4 separate regions of the Mus musculus genome follow, and all the other regions are linked to region 2. Evidence: chromatin contacts called from public HiChIP or PLAC-seq and promoter capture Hi-C data. All regions are on one chromosome and are shown on one strand. Each heading gives the region's core, a stretch centred on a gene start, on an enhancer-like site or on the middle of the called end of the contact. The rest is flanking DNA. Distances are from core to core; before and after follow the strand shown.

The links. Promoter capture Hi-C pulls out the DNA fragments that hold promoters and counts their contacts. HiChIP or PLAC-seq counts read pairs in DNA pulled down with a chosen protein or histone mark.
Region 1: a contact with region 2 is called in an H3K27ac HiChIP or PLAC-seq map of extraembryonic endoderm stem cells. The contact joins the enhancer-like site here to the promoter of Arl8a in region 2. A contact is called at or near these places in 8 of 39 promoter capture datasets (the SN4741 cell line, cranial neural crest, hematopoietic stem and progenitor cells and 4 more), 13 of 115 datasets of contacts at active chromatin or transcription factors (SST interneurons, bone marrow-derived macrophages, embryonic basal ganglia and 7 more) and 2 of 9 other capture datasets (adipose tissue and liver).
Region 3: a contact with region 2 is called in a promoter capture Hi-C map of hippocampal neurons, with 4 times the contacts expected there. The contact joins the enhancer-like site here to the promoter of Arl8a in region 2. A contact is called at or near these places in 1 of 39 promoter capture datasets (hippocampal neurons), 1 of 115 datasets of contacts at active chromatin or transcription factors (large pre-B cells) and 2 of 9 other capture datasets (liver and pancreatic islet).
Region 4: an H3K4me3 HiChIP or PLAC-seq map of bone marrow-derived macrophages shows a contact between it and region 2, with 4 times the contacts expected there. The contact joins the enhancer-like site here to the promoter of Arl8a in region 2. A contact is called at or near these places in 1 of 39 promoter capture datasets (the SN4741 cell line), 15 of 115 datasets of contacts at active chromatin or transcription factors (the 230-238 cell line, bone marrow-derived macrophages, craniofacial prominence and 7 more) and 4 of 9 other capture datasets (adipose tissue, embryonic stem cells, liver and 1 more).

Annotation. Positions count from the first base shown.
Region 1 is chr1:135,329,954-135,332,747 of GRCm38.p6, reverse strand. The region is part of intron 1 of Lmod1 (leiomodin 1 (smooth muscle)); the gene reads right to left. Among named protein-coding and RNA genes, the nearest start is that of Lmod1, 6.5 kb to the right of the region's middle. Within about 2 kb of position 1,392, at least 9 of the 459 cell types and tissues checked have an H3K27ac peak or open chromatin away from gene starts, as enhancers often do. A contact at or near this core is called in extraembryonic endoderm stem cells, where this site is marked.
Region 2 is chr1:135,145,583-135,148,282 of GRCm38.p6, reverse strand. It overlaps Arl8a (ADP-ribosylation factor-like 8A), which reads right to left and starts at 1,449. Exons shown (of 7, transcript NM_026823.2): 1 at 1,183-1,449. The coding sequence starts at 1,305.
Region 3 is chr1:134,908,097-134,911,030 of GRCm38.p6, reverse strand. The region is part of intron 1 of Ppp1r12b (protein phosphatase 1, regulatory subunit 12B); the gene reads left to right. Among named protein-coding and RNA genes, the nearest start is that of Gm51265, 37 kb to the left of the region's middle. Within about 2 kb of position 1,385, at least 96 of the 459 cell types and tissues checked have an H3K27ac peak or open chromatin away from gene starts, as enhancers often do. A contact at or near this core is called in hippocampal neurons, where this site is marked.
Region 4 is chr1:135,398,642-135,401,341 of GRCm38.p6, reverse strand. It overlaps Ipo9 (importin 9), which reads left to right. Exons shown (of 24, transcript NM_153774.1): 14 at 1,139-1,298. Among named protein-coding and RNA genes, the nearest start is that of Shisa4, 25 kb to the right of the region's middle. Within about 2 kb of position 1,446, at least 15 of the 459 cell types and tissues checked have an H3K27ac peak or open chromatin away from gene starts, as enhancers often do. A contact at or near this core is called in bone marrow-derived macrophages, where this site is marked.

The DNA.
Region 1 (2,794 bases), core at 143-2,642, 180 kb before region 2:
TTCAAGGCTTGGTTTCTCTGTGTATCCCTGGCTGTCCTGGAACTAGCTTTGTAGACCAGGCTGACCTTGAACTCACAGAGATCTGCCTCACCCTGTCTCTCAAGTGCTGGGATCATGTACGCTCTGTGTATGTGTGTGTGTGTGTGTGTGTGTGTGTGTGTGTGTGTGTGTGTGTGTGTGTGTGTGTGTACAGTCTACCACGCTGGTTAGTTTATGTTAACTTGACACACAAGCTAGGGTTATCTGGGATCAGGGAACCTCAGTTGAAAAAATATCTTCATCAGATTGATCTGTGGGCAAGTCTGTGGGGTGATTTTCTTGACCAGTGGTGGATGTGGAAGGGCTCAGCACACTGTAGGTAGTGCCACCCCTGGGCAAGTGGTCCAGGGTTGTATACGTGGGTAAGCAGGGGAACAGGCCTTGGAAAGCAAGCCCGTGAGTGGCATCCCTCCACGGTGTCTGCTTCAGTTCCTGCCACCAGGTTCCCACCCTGCTTGAGTTTTCACCGTGGCTTCCGTTAAGGATGGACCGTGAACGGACTGTGACCCAGACGTGTGAACCAAATAAACCCTTTCCTCCCCAGGTTGCTTTTCGTCATGGTCCAAAGACCATTGTCTGCAACAATAGAAAGCAAAGTACACTATCTATCCTGACTGTGAGAATGAATGTAATCTGTGGTGACAAGGACAGTCTCTATGCTGTTCACCCTGTCCTAGCATTTAGAAAATGCCCAACATAATAGAATAGATATTTGACACATTAGTGATTTAGTAGACTCCTCCTTGTCCTTATAAGCATAAAATGTGATTTGTGAATTCTGTGTATAAAGGCAGTAAAGAGCCTGGCGTATGGATCAGACAAAGCCTAGGTTTAAAATGTGTGAGGCTCTGGGTGCTATCCATCCTTAGCACTGACAGAGCAAGCAGTGGCGAAGAGAGGGATGCACATGTGGTAAGCAGGGGGATGAGTGGGCTGAGGAGGACCAAAGGGAAGGCAAGAAACAAACATCCATGAGCCTTCAGTACCAGGTTTCCAACCCAGCACATGCCTTGGAGCCTTTGCAGGTTATTGAGCCTAACCACTCCCCAGGACCAGGCACTTCAGCTTCCATTTGACAGATACTCTGGTGCGTACAGTGATTTGTCCAAACCATACAATCAGCACAGTAGGCTGGGAGTCCAGGTCTGCTTGGACTCTGGCGATTCCAACCTGTCGATTCTATACATGCAGCACCCATAGTACCTCCTGGAGCCCTGCTCCAAGACCAGTGCACCTCAGTGCAGGAGACAGGCATTTTGCATTCTGCTGTCCCTGCCCCCTGCTCTGGAGTCAGGGCTGATGAGATAGCCAGAGCCTAGGGATCCTGAACAGGGAAGAAGTGAGGGCAGGAGAGGGTGGAGCGTGGAGCAGGAGGCCTTTCTATTCCTAGCTGTTTGTAAACAGTGTCCTGACGACCTGGCCTGGCCTGTGCAGTGGACCCCAGACATAGCTGAAGCCAAAATTCCCAAAGCAGCCCTGGCTTTTCTGAGATCATGCTAGGTTGGAGCATGGCTGACAAGGAGAGTTCTCCATGCCTAAACAGCCCCTCGGCTTTCTCTTTCCCGCTAGTTCTCAGAACCAGTAAACTAGCATGGGTCCCTGGGTCTGGGATGAGAAGGAGGTGAGATAAAGGTAGTTCTGTCAGGTGACTGGAGCCAGGCAGTAATCGAAGACAAACAATCCTCGCCTCCTTCCCTAAATTACTTCCTTGCTTTTCTCCTTTCCCCTCACCCTCTTGTCATTACCTCATTCCTGCAGACAGAATGTTTTCAGCCTTGTGAGGTTGTTTTTTTTTTTTAAATGTCGTTTTGGCATCTGCATAGGTACAAAGCCTGAAGAATTTAGAGTGAAGAAAGTCTCTCTCCTGGTGAACTAAACTCTCAATACTTGATCCTGTTTAATCCTCCAATAACCCTTCCAGGCTGATTTTTATCATTCCTACTTGACAAGTAACGGAGCTGAAGAAGCTAAGCCGATGAGACGGGGTTGGTAATGCCCTTGGCATCCGCACATGATAAATAAGTCAATGTTCTCTCTCTCACCTAAGGCACTCAGCTTCACTGGCACTTCGAGGGACAGAAGCAGAACCCAAATCTGCACCTAGCTGAGTCCAGGTACCTATGGTTTTCTAGCTCCTGCCTGGCCCGGCTGCAGAGAAGCCCTGAGCAGGGACGGATACCCTGACTGTCAACCACCTCTTTCTGCTGCTTATGCCTAGTGTGGTTCAATAAGCACAATACAACCAACTTGGACCTTACCCTATGAATAAGGATATTCCTGTTTATCCAACTTGGCAAGCACAGTTTCTTGCTCCCTCTACCTCTATGCCTTGTGGCCCTTCTTGTTTTGACTACACACACACACACACACACACACACACACACACACTCACGCGCACACACACACACACACTCACGCGCATGTGCGCGTGTTCTTGTGCCCTGCAAATCTTTCTCAGTACCTGCCACTCAAGGCTTGCCTATTCTGAGTCAGCTGTGGAAATGCTGGCATGAGCTGACACCATAATTCCACAGTCTCCTGGAGGAAGGAGAGAGACTGGGAGTGCAGATAGGCTAGATGAAAGCTTTTCTTCCTCATTTTATCCACGTCTGGGGACCATGAAGTCCTTGAAGCCCTGGTGCTTCCAACTCTCTGTGTTGCTGGCCGCTGCCTTTCTTGATCAGTAGCACTCAGACTGCTTTGAACCCCCCCCCCCCACGTTCCTCTCTTTGTAAATCTTCCTCACTCCTGTCCA
Region 2 (2,700 bases), core at 200-2,699:
AGCATATTTAGGGAAGAGAGAGCGCCCATGCTATGATCACCTTTAAGTCCCTCTGAAGGCTCCCCTTGCAGGGATATTGAGCCCTATGGGGCTTCAGGGTCGGGCAACAATACAATACAGGCAAGTGGTGGTACCGAAGCTGGTGGTCTCACATCTTTGCGGACCTGCACATCAGCATCTTTAGCCTATATCTGGCGAATTCACAGTCCTTGGAAAACCCATCTTTGGGAACGGGCCTAGGTTCTGGGGGGGGGGGGGGAACTATGTCCCCGTCCCAAGCCTTACTTGGTCCCATAAGCCCAGTCTTGCCTAGCTTGGAAATACAGGCTGCAGCCATTACTGCAGCTCAGCTCACGCCCAGGGAGCTCATCTTCCTCTTTTTTAAAGAGAAAATTTAACTCCTTCTTCACCACTCCTCTGGCACAGACATACAACTGCAATCACCCCCCTCTCTCCTCCGCCTCCCCCAGTGCTGAGTCTCCAAAGCTGCTCTCTCCCCTGTCCCCAGGTGGATGGCGCCCCTCCAGCTCATCCTCTCGGGTCCTCGGTACCTACTCTTGCAACTTCTGAGCCAAGTGGAGTCTCCCAACTCCCTTTATGGTGCCATGCTTTCGGGACCCCAACGCTAAGGCAGGCCCGGGACAGGTTCCGGGGAGGAGTCTGGACTAGAGCCAGGACCTCAGCTGACTCCTCTGCCTCTAGGGATACCTTCCCCCCGCCCCAAAGGGCCGCGGCTTCCGCGTCCAGCAAGGGTAGGCAGAGCCCTCGGGGTGGGGCTGGGCTGCTAGGGCACCCTGGCAACACGCTCCGGCCGCGCGTCCCGTGACCCTCCACGCGCGGAGCGGGATTGTCCGGGCACTTTCGCCCCGTCATGCCTCTTTGCGCCCGCCTCGGGGGCCTGTCAGCCTGCGGCGGGTTCCCGGTGCGTGGAGACATCTCCGTGCCGCCAGCTCCGGAACGCAAGCTCGGTTCCCCTGGTCCTCGCTACCCCGCCCCCAGCCCTGCCATCCTAGCCCAGGCCAGAGAACGGGTGGCACGCCAGTCGGTCCCCCAAGAACCGTGCTAGGCCCTAAGTGCCCGGAGCCGGCTCCTCCCTGCCCGGAACCCGGCGGTGCCGGGCCACGCCAGGCGCCGACCCCAGCTGCCTAGGGCGCGGCGCCGGCGACACATCTGCCCGCATACCGCGATCACGTTGACGAAGGTGGTCTTGCCCGAGTACTGCAGCCCCACCAGCGTGAGCTCCATTTCCTCCTTCCAGAACAGGGCCTTGAACCAGTCCAGCAGCTTGTTGAACAAAGCGATCATGGTCGCTGCCACCGGCCGCGCCCGGTGCCGGGTCCCCGCCGCCTTCGGTGCCCTCGCGCTGCGGCCCGGAGCGGCCCCTCCCCGGTGCGGCCGGGTCCCGCGGCTCGGTGCGGGCGGAGGCTGGAGCGCGGCGGCCGACGACGCGCTGCCCGAGGATCCGCTCGCCGATGGGTGTGGCCACGGCGCCTCCACCTCCTCCTCCGCCGCCGCCGCCCTCCCGCGGGCCGGGCCGCGTCCTGCTCGCACCCGAGCGCGCTCCAGTCTCGCGCGCGGCCTAGGCCAGCGCCCGCGGGCGGGGCGGCGGGGACCCGCGGCGGCCGGGAGGAGCGTGATGGCGCGCTTGCGGAGAAAGCTGTAATTTTATTTTTTCTGCTGCCCTCGTTTGCCCCGCCCTGACTGCACCGCTTTCTGGCTTGAACGGTGGTCGGTCCTGGGCGGGTGGTGTCCCGATTAAGCTAGGGTATTTCCAGGCCGAAGAACCGTGACATGAAGATCTCCAAGAAACGGTTTTGTTCCCTGAACCTTTGCCTCTGAGCATCTCTGGGTACCGAATTCCATCCCCCGAAATGCCATAGAGAGTAACAGCCGGATTTAGAGCCCTTAATACTCCATCTTGTTTTGTTAACCACAGTTTGCCAGGCTACTTGTCTGGGAAGCCCAAAGTGAGATCGACATTTGAACTTGATGCTTGTCTTCACTATAAAGAGACGGGCAAAATCAGGGCAAGGGATTCCCTGTGAGGAACGGCGGTAGCAAAGGAAAAAATGTATGCTATTTTGATACAAAGTTTTTGATAGTGGGTGGTGGAGAGTCTGCCAAGAAGTCCCCATCCTCCCTTGCAGGAGATAACAGCTCAGTCAACCGGCTGTGCCTTCCTGGTCTCAGGATTCCTAGGCAGCTGGGCTCTCTTTGGGGGTCGGTTTTCACCTGGAGGCTGTGATGAACTGTTAACATCAACTGTATGGATTAAACCTATTAAAGAACCAGACAGCCCTCAACATCTGGATCAGCCTATTCTGATTTACTAACATCTGTCTAATAAGTTCTTCTCTTCCTCCGTAGGTACATGCTATAGTCTGACATGTTTAAATTAAAGTTTAAGTTATCATACAAAGTAATAGATTTTCATTGCTTTACATTTCTGTGTCTTTCCCCCAGATTCATATATTGAAATCCCACTCCTCAAAGTGATGACCATATAAGGCGACTAGGTTATGAGGGGGGAGGCCTCCTAGCTAAGATTAGTGCCCTTATATAAGGAGAGAACAACAGAGGTGCCCAGAGCCTATACTCCTCCCATCTTGAGGCTACAAAGAGAAGGCTGTAATCTATTAGCCAAAAAGTGACTCCTAACCAGACCCTGAATCTACCCGTACCATGACAGATCACTTTCCC
Region 3 (2,934 bases), core at 136-2,635, 240 kb after region 2:
CAAACTCTCTTTTTGGATAGAACAGAAATGGTAATTGCAGGATGTTTGTTTGTTTTGTTTTGTTTTAAGGAACCACCATGCTGTTTCTATAGAGACTACAACATAGTAAACTAATTCAGTGGACTCAGGTTTAATTTTTTCACACCTGGAAAAAAATTTTATTTTTTTCCTTAATTTATCTATTTATTTATTTTTGAGACAGACTCTTGACTGTTCAACCTCACTTTCAGAACACACTCTTTAGACCAGGCTGCCCTGGAATTCAGAGATCTGCCTGTGGCTGCCTGCTGAGTGCTAGGATTAAAGACCTGTCAACTGTGGTATTGGTTTGCATTTCCATAATAATTGGTGATGCTAAGTACTTTCTCATGTTTTTTGGCCATTTTAAAACACAGAGACAAGTCTGTTAAAGTCTTCCCCCATTTTTAAAGTTAGATTGCTTTTGTTGAGTTTTAAATGTACCCTATATATCCTAGATAATGTCTTTATCAGGCACCTGGCTTTCAATTTTTCTCTCTGTTCTAAGGGCAGTCTGAGGTAACTAGCAGTGTCTTTTGGCGTTCCCTGACCCCTAAAAGGGACAGCACCTTTTCCATCAGGATTTATTGAAAGTAAGGCAAACACAGGATAAAAAAAATGCAGGAGTTAGGCTATACTAAACCTAGCTTCTGTCAGTAAGCACCTAGAGCTGGACTCTGTGAAGGGCTGGTTGTAGGCAAAACAGGTAGCCTGAGAGTTCTCCTGGGACACAACAGCAAGGTCAGCCTAAGAGCCGGCACTCAGTGGTGCTGACAGTTGGAGGCTATTCTGGGACCCGGAGGACTTTGTTTTGTAAGGCCTTGTGCTCCCAGATTAACTCTGGCTTTAGTCAACCCCAAGCCACTTCAGCCTTCGATCTAGAGAGCAGTGATAGGTACAGTAGAAAGAGCACAGTGCCCATATTATTGATAAAAGAGAGCACTTTCCATTAGAGCTTGTCTTTACTATATGTTGATTGTGAAAACCTTTATTTACCAAGCAACTTTTGGAATAGTTCTTTTGGACTAAGAATTAAGTACACACCTCTATTTCAGAGCTTAAAACAAAATTTTCTTTAGTGATATTCTCGTGCATCTTTAGGAATACAAGCTAAGAGGAAATGCACTTGAGTCACAGATTTGACTTGAAGCAAAGAAATTCCCCCGTTGTTATAACGGTTAACACCCAAAGCTGTTTAGCTTCCTTCCCAAGGAAAGGATTGAGCTCCTGCCTGGAGAATTCAGTATAGCTCTGGGTAGAGGCATGGGCAGAGATTTGCAGATGGGTGACTCTGCTCATGGACCATGCTGCAGTCATGAGTCAGCAGCACAGCTGCGGATGGAGTGGGCAGAGGACATCTAAATTTAGTCCTTACTCACTGGAGAAGATCTCAGGGAGCATCCTCTCCCTCCATACCCCAGTCATACCCTCCTGGGACCTGCAGGCGGGCGGAGCAGGGGCACTGCAGACCACGGTAGTCAGACTGCCGAGTCCTTAGCTCATCGATACAAGGCTTCTTTCCAGTTCAGTCGTACAACCCTGTATCCAAGAAGCCACGTACTCTGAAAATTAAGGAATTTCCTGAAATTAGACATACAAATTCCTATATCTGGCTAGTTTCCAGACATTTTTAAATCAAATTACTTTCCTTCCATAAGTACTAGTGAGAGCCATGGTGAGTGAGGATTAAATACATTTGGTGTGTGCGGCTGTTAAAGTATTGGCTTAAAAACAACACCAGGAAATGTTCCCAGCCCTCTGAGGTGGGTAGATTCCTGGCGCCTGGGATGAGTACACTGAACTTGTTAGGGTCCCTGTCCTGTCTGACTGCAGAAGCTGATGCTTTTAACCGCGTGTTGTCCTGCACTGTGTAGAGGAAGTGGAGTATGGTTTGCAGAATTGGGGTACTCTATCTAAAGTAATTCAGAGATTGTTGTTTTTGCCTAATCCCTATTCCAACTCTCTCTCTCGCTCACTCTCTTTCTCTCTTTCTCTCTCTCTCTCTGCACACATATGGTTGTAACATTTTAATTGAAGTATATGAAGAAAATTGAGTCTCACATGGATATATACTTGGAAACAGAAAGTGTATTTTAATAGACTGGTCAGTCAGTTATAGGTATTGTTCTTAGGTGGTTATTAAAATTTCCAGCAGCAATAATTTTGCTTTCTTTCTGGTTCTCATGTATCTGAAGTTAGCCTTGAACTTGCTGTGCAGCAAATGAGAATGATGAACTAATCCTCCTGCCTCTACCTCTCAAGTGCTGGGATTACAGATGTACACCACTTTGCATGGTCTCTGATGTCATAAACCATGGTGAAGAAGCTGCAGAGAAACGGTGTGCATGCTAGGCAGAAATTCTGCCAACTGAACTATAGCCCCAACATTGTTAGTTTGTTAAGTGTTGTTGGAAATGGAGACTGAAATTATATCAATGTACTGTCTTACTCTGTTGCATTAAAACCCATCAATCATCTGGGTATGGTGGCATATGGCATTGATCCTAGCAGTTGGGAATCATAGGCAGGTGGATTTCTGTGAGTTCAAGGCCAGCCAGGGCTACATAGTGAGACCCTGTCTACAAAACAAAACAATAGCAAAATCCATTAATCTAACTTATTCTTTGAATTAATTTTTTACCAATGCCTGATTTTCTAACACTATGTATTTAGTATTTGAAAACACAGGCTCATTGATTTATGTAGATCTTCTGAATATAAATATAGTTCATTATATACTATCAATTGATCCTATTTGTAGACCAGTGGTTCTCAACCTGTGGGTTTTAATCCTTTTGGGGATTGCGTATCAGATATCCTGCATATCAGATACTTATATTACAATTCATACAAAATTATAGTTATGAAGTAATAACAAAATAATTTTATGGTTAGGGATCATCGTAACTTGAGGGA
Region 4 (2,700 bases), core at 197-2,696, 250 kb before region 2:
TAGTAATTATTTCCTAGTTTGTTAAGAGCTATTCAATAATTCCTCAATTTGATATTTTAGAGTGATTGACTAAGCTCTTTGACAAGCTGAAGGCATTCAGTATTCTCTTTCTTGGTTTTGTTTTTGTTTTTGTTTTTCAAGACAGGGTTTCTCTGTAGCCCTGGCTGTCCTGGAACTCACTCTGTAGACCAGGCTGGCCTCGGAACTCAGAAATCTGCCTGCCTCTGCCTTCAGAGTGTTGGGATTAAAGGCGTGTGCCACCACGCCCCACGCATTCAGTATTCTTTTTTTTTAAAGATTTATTTATTTATTATATGTGTGTACACTGTAGCTGTCTTCAGACACTCCAGAAGAGGGCATCAGATTTTTGTTACGGATGGTTGTGAGCCACCATGTGGTTGCTGGGATTTGAACTCAGGACCTTTGGAAGAGCAGTCAGTGCTTTTAACCGCTGAGCCATCTAACCAGCCCCCGCATTCAGTATTCTTAAACAGTTCATGCTTAGCAGGAAGTAGTAATTCTTACACCAGTAGATTAGAATATCAAACAAAGTACAGCATATGAGAAAGCTGAACACACAGAATTACAGTGGCTCAGAGATAATTTGAGATTGCTGCAGACTGAGAGATCATAGAGAGTATGAAGGGAACGTGTTGACTTGTGATTTAAACAAAGCTCAGAGCTGACAAAGCAAGATATGAGTTCTGAGTCCGGATGTGTGCTTGAGCTTAGTAGCCATCAAAGATGTCTTGAATGTCAGCACTAGTTTCATGTGTATTTGGTGGACTGTGGACTTGTTTGTCAGGTTATTAATAGAGGGATAGCAGCTATAATTGATGTTCTAGTGTTGAGACAGTAATGGGAAGGAAGAGACGGTGAGAAGGATTTAGAAATGGACTAGTGCAGGTAAGCAGCCGTGAGGGCTTCGGTCTTAGAATAGTCCGAGGTAGAACTGAGAAATGGGTTCTGTATCATTTATTGCACATATGCCTTTACCATGTGGAATTGTTCTTTCTTTCAAATAAGTCATCTATGTTTATAGCATCCAATATTTGCTAGCGTTTGAGAAATAGAGTTGGGGCGGAGCAGGGGGAGAGGAACTTTTCATCATGCAGCCTGTAATTGCTCTTCCTCCTAGCATCTCCTTTCCTCTTGGGCCGGGCACTGTGGGCTGCCAGTCGCTTCACTGTCGCTATGTCCCCTGAACTGATTCAGCAGTTCCTACAGGCAACAGTCAGTGGTCTTCATGAGACACAGCCCCCATCAGTTCGCATCTCTGCTGTGAGAGCCATCTGGGGGTAAGTACACTGCTCTAGAATGCTAAGAACTGCTTGACGAGAAATGGCTCAGCTGGAGAACATCACCGATGTCCCATGCATTGTGTTGCCTAGAAATTTCTCCTAGACCTCTTCAGGAAGAATACTGGAGGAAAAGGAAAAGAAGCTCTACTGGTGACTCCAGAAGGCGGTCCCTTTGTTCCTTATTCCCTTTCAATTCAAAGAGCAGCCTCCTCTCTTCAGTGAAGGCACTTAACCCAAGGCTCTGAATAATTTGCATAATGTTGCATAATTGTGAAGGACATAAATCTAATTAGCAGCCACATCACTGTGTTGGTAGTCTGTGCAATAGAATCCAAATTTGGGGAGAATGTGGCATAGAAACAAGCTCATATCTCCCAGTTTCACTTCTCTTTTTCATAGGCAAAGACTAGAGGTTTCGTAGTCATTACTTAAGTTCATACTCGGACTAGGGGACACGTTGGTATTTGAAATTTTCAGTTCATAGTTTTATTTTATGTATATGAGTGGTTTTTTGAGCATGTCTGTGTTCCATGTGCATGTTTGGTGCTTACGGAGGTCAGAAGAGAATATCGCATCCCCTGAAACTGGAGTTATAGACAGTTGTAAGCCACCTTGTGAGTATAAGGAATTGAACCCAGGTCCTCAATAGGAACGAGTGCTTTTAACTGCTGAGCCCTCTCTCTAGGCCTGGACATTTCTAGTTTGAAGGCTATTTTAAGATCCAAATTTAAGCATCTCAATTGAATTCTATGCATGAGAATTACAGAATTCATGTTCCTACCGTATCTTGACATTTGAGACAATGAGAATCCATGCATTGAGGGGAGAGAGGAAAGGAGGGAGATCCTTCGGGGACATTGAGGAGTCACCCAGTCCGCCTGTGTGTATTGATTAGTGCTACAACCATGAACAGAGATCAATCTTTTCCTGCGCAATCTTGGTAGAGCCGATCTTTGGCTCTGAATAAATTTAAAATCTCATTGTGCTAAGAGAAACCAAGTACAGCTTTTCAGAGAGCTCTGAAACCACTCTTAAATGGCTGAGGAGGGAGGCATAACCTGCTTAACCACTTGCCTGTATTACTTCTGACCTTTGTAAAACCTGATTTTTTTTTTTATCTACATGCATTCATTAGTCCCTGAAGCATTAAACATCCCTTACATCAAATGTCAGTATAAGATTAAAAGCAGGAGCTGGAGAGGTGGCTCAGCAGATAAGAGAACATACTGTTCTTGAAGAGGAACCAAGTTTGATTCCTAGTACCCACAGCAGGCAGTTCACAACTACCTGTAACTCCAACTCCTGGAGACCTGAAACACCCAGACGTTTTCATACATGGACATGGATAGATAGATAGAGAGATAGATAATAGCAACAACAATGTTTTAAAGAAAAAAGT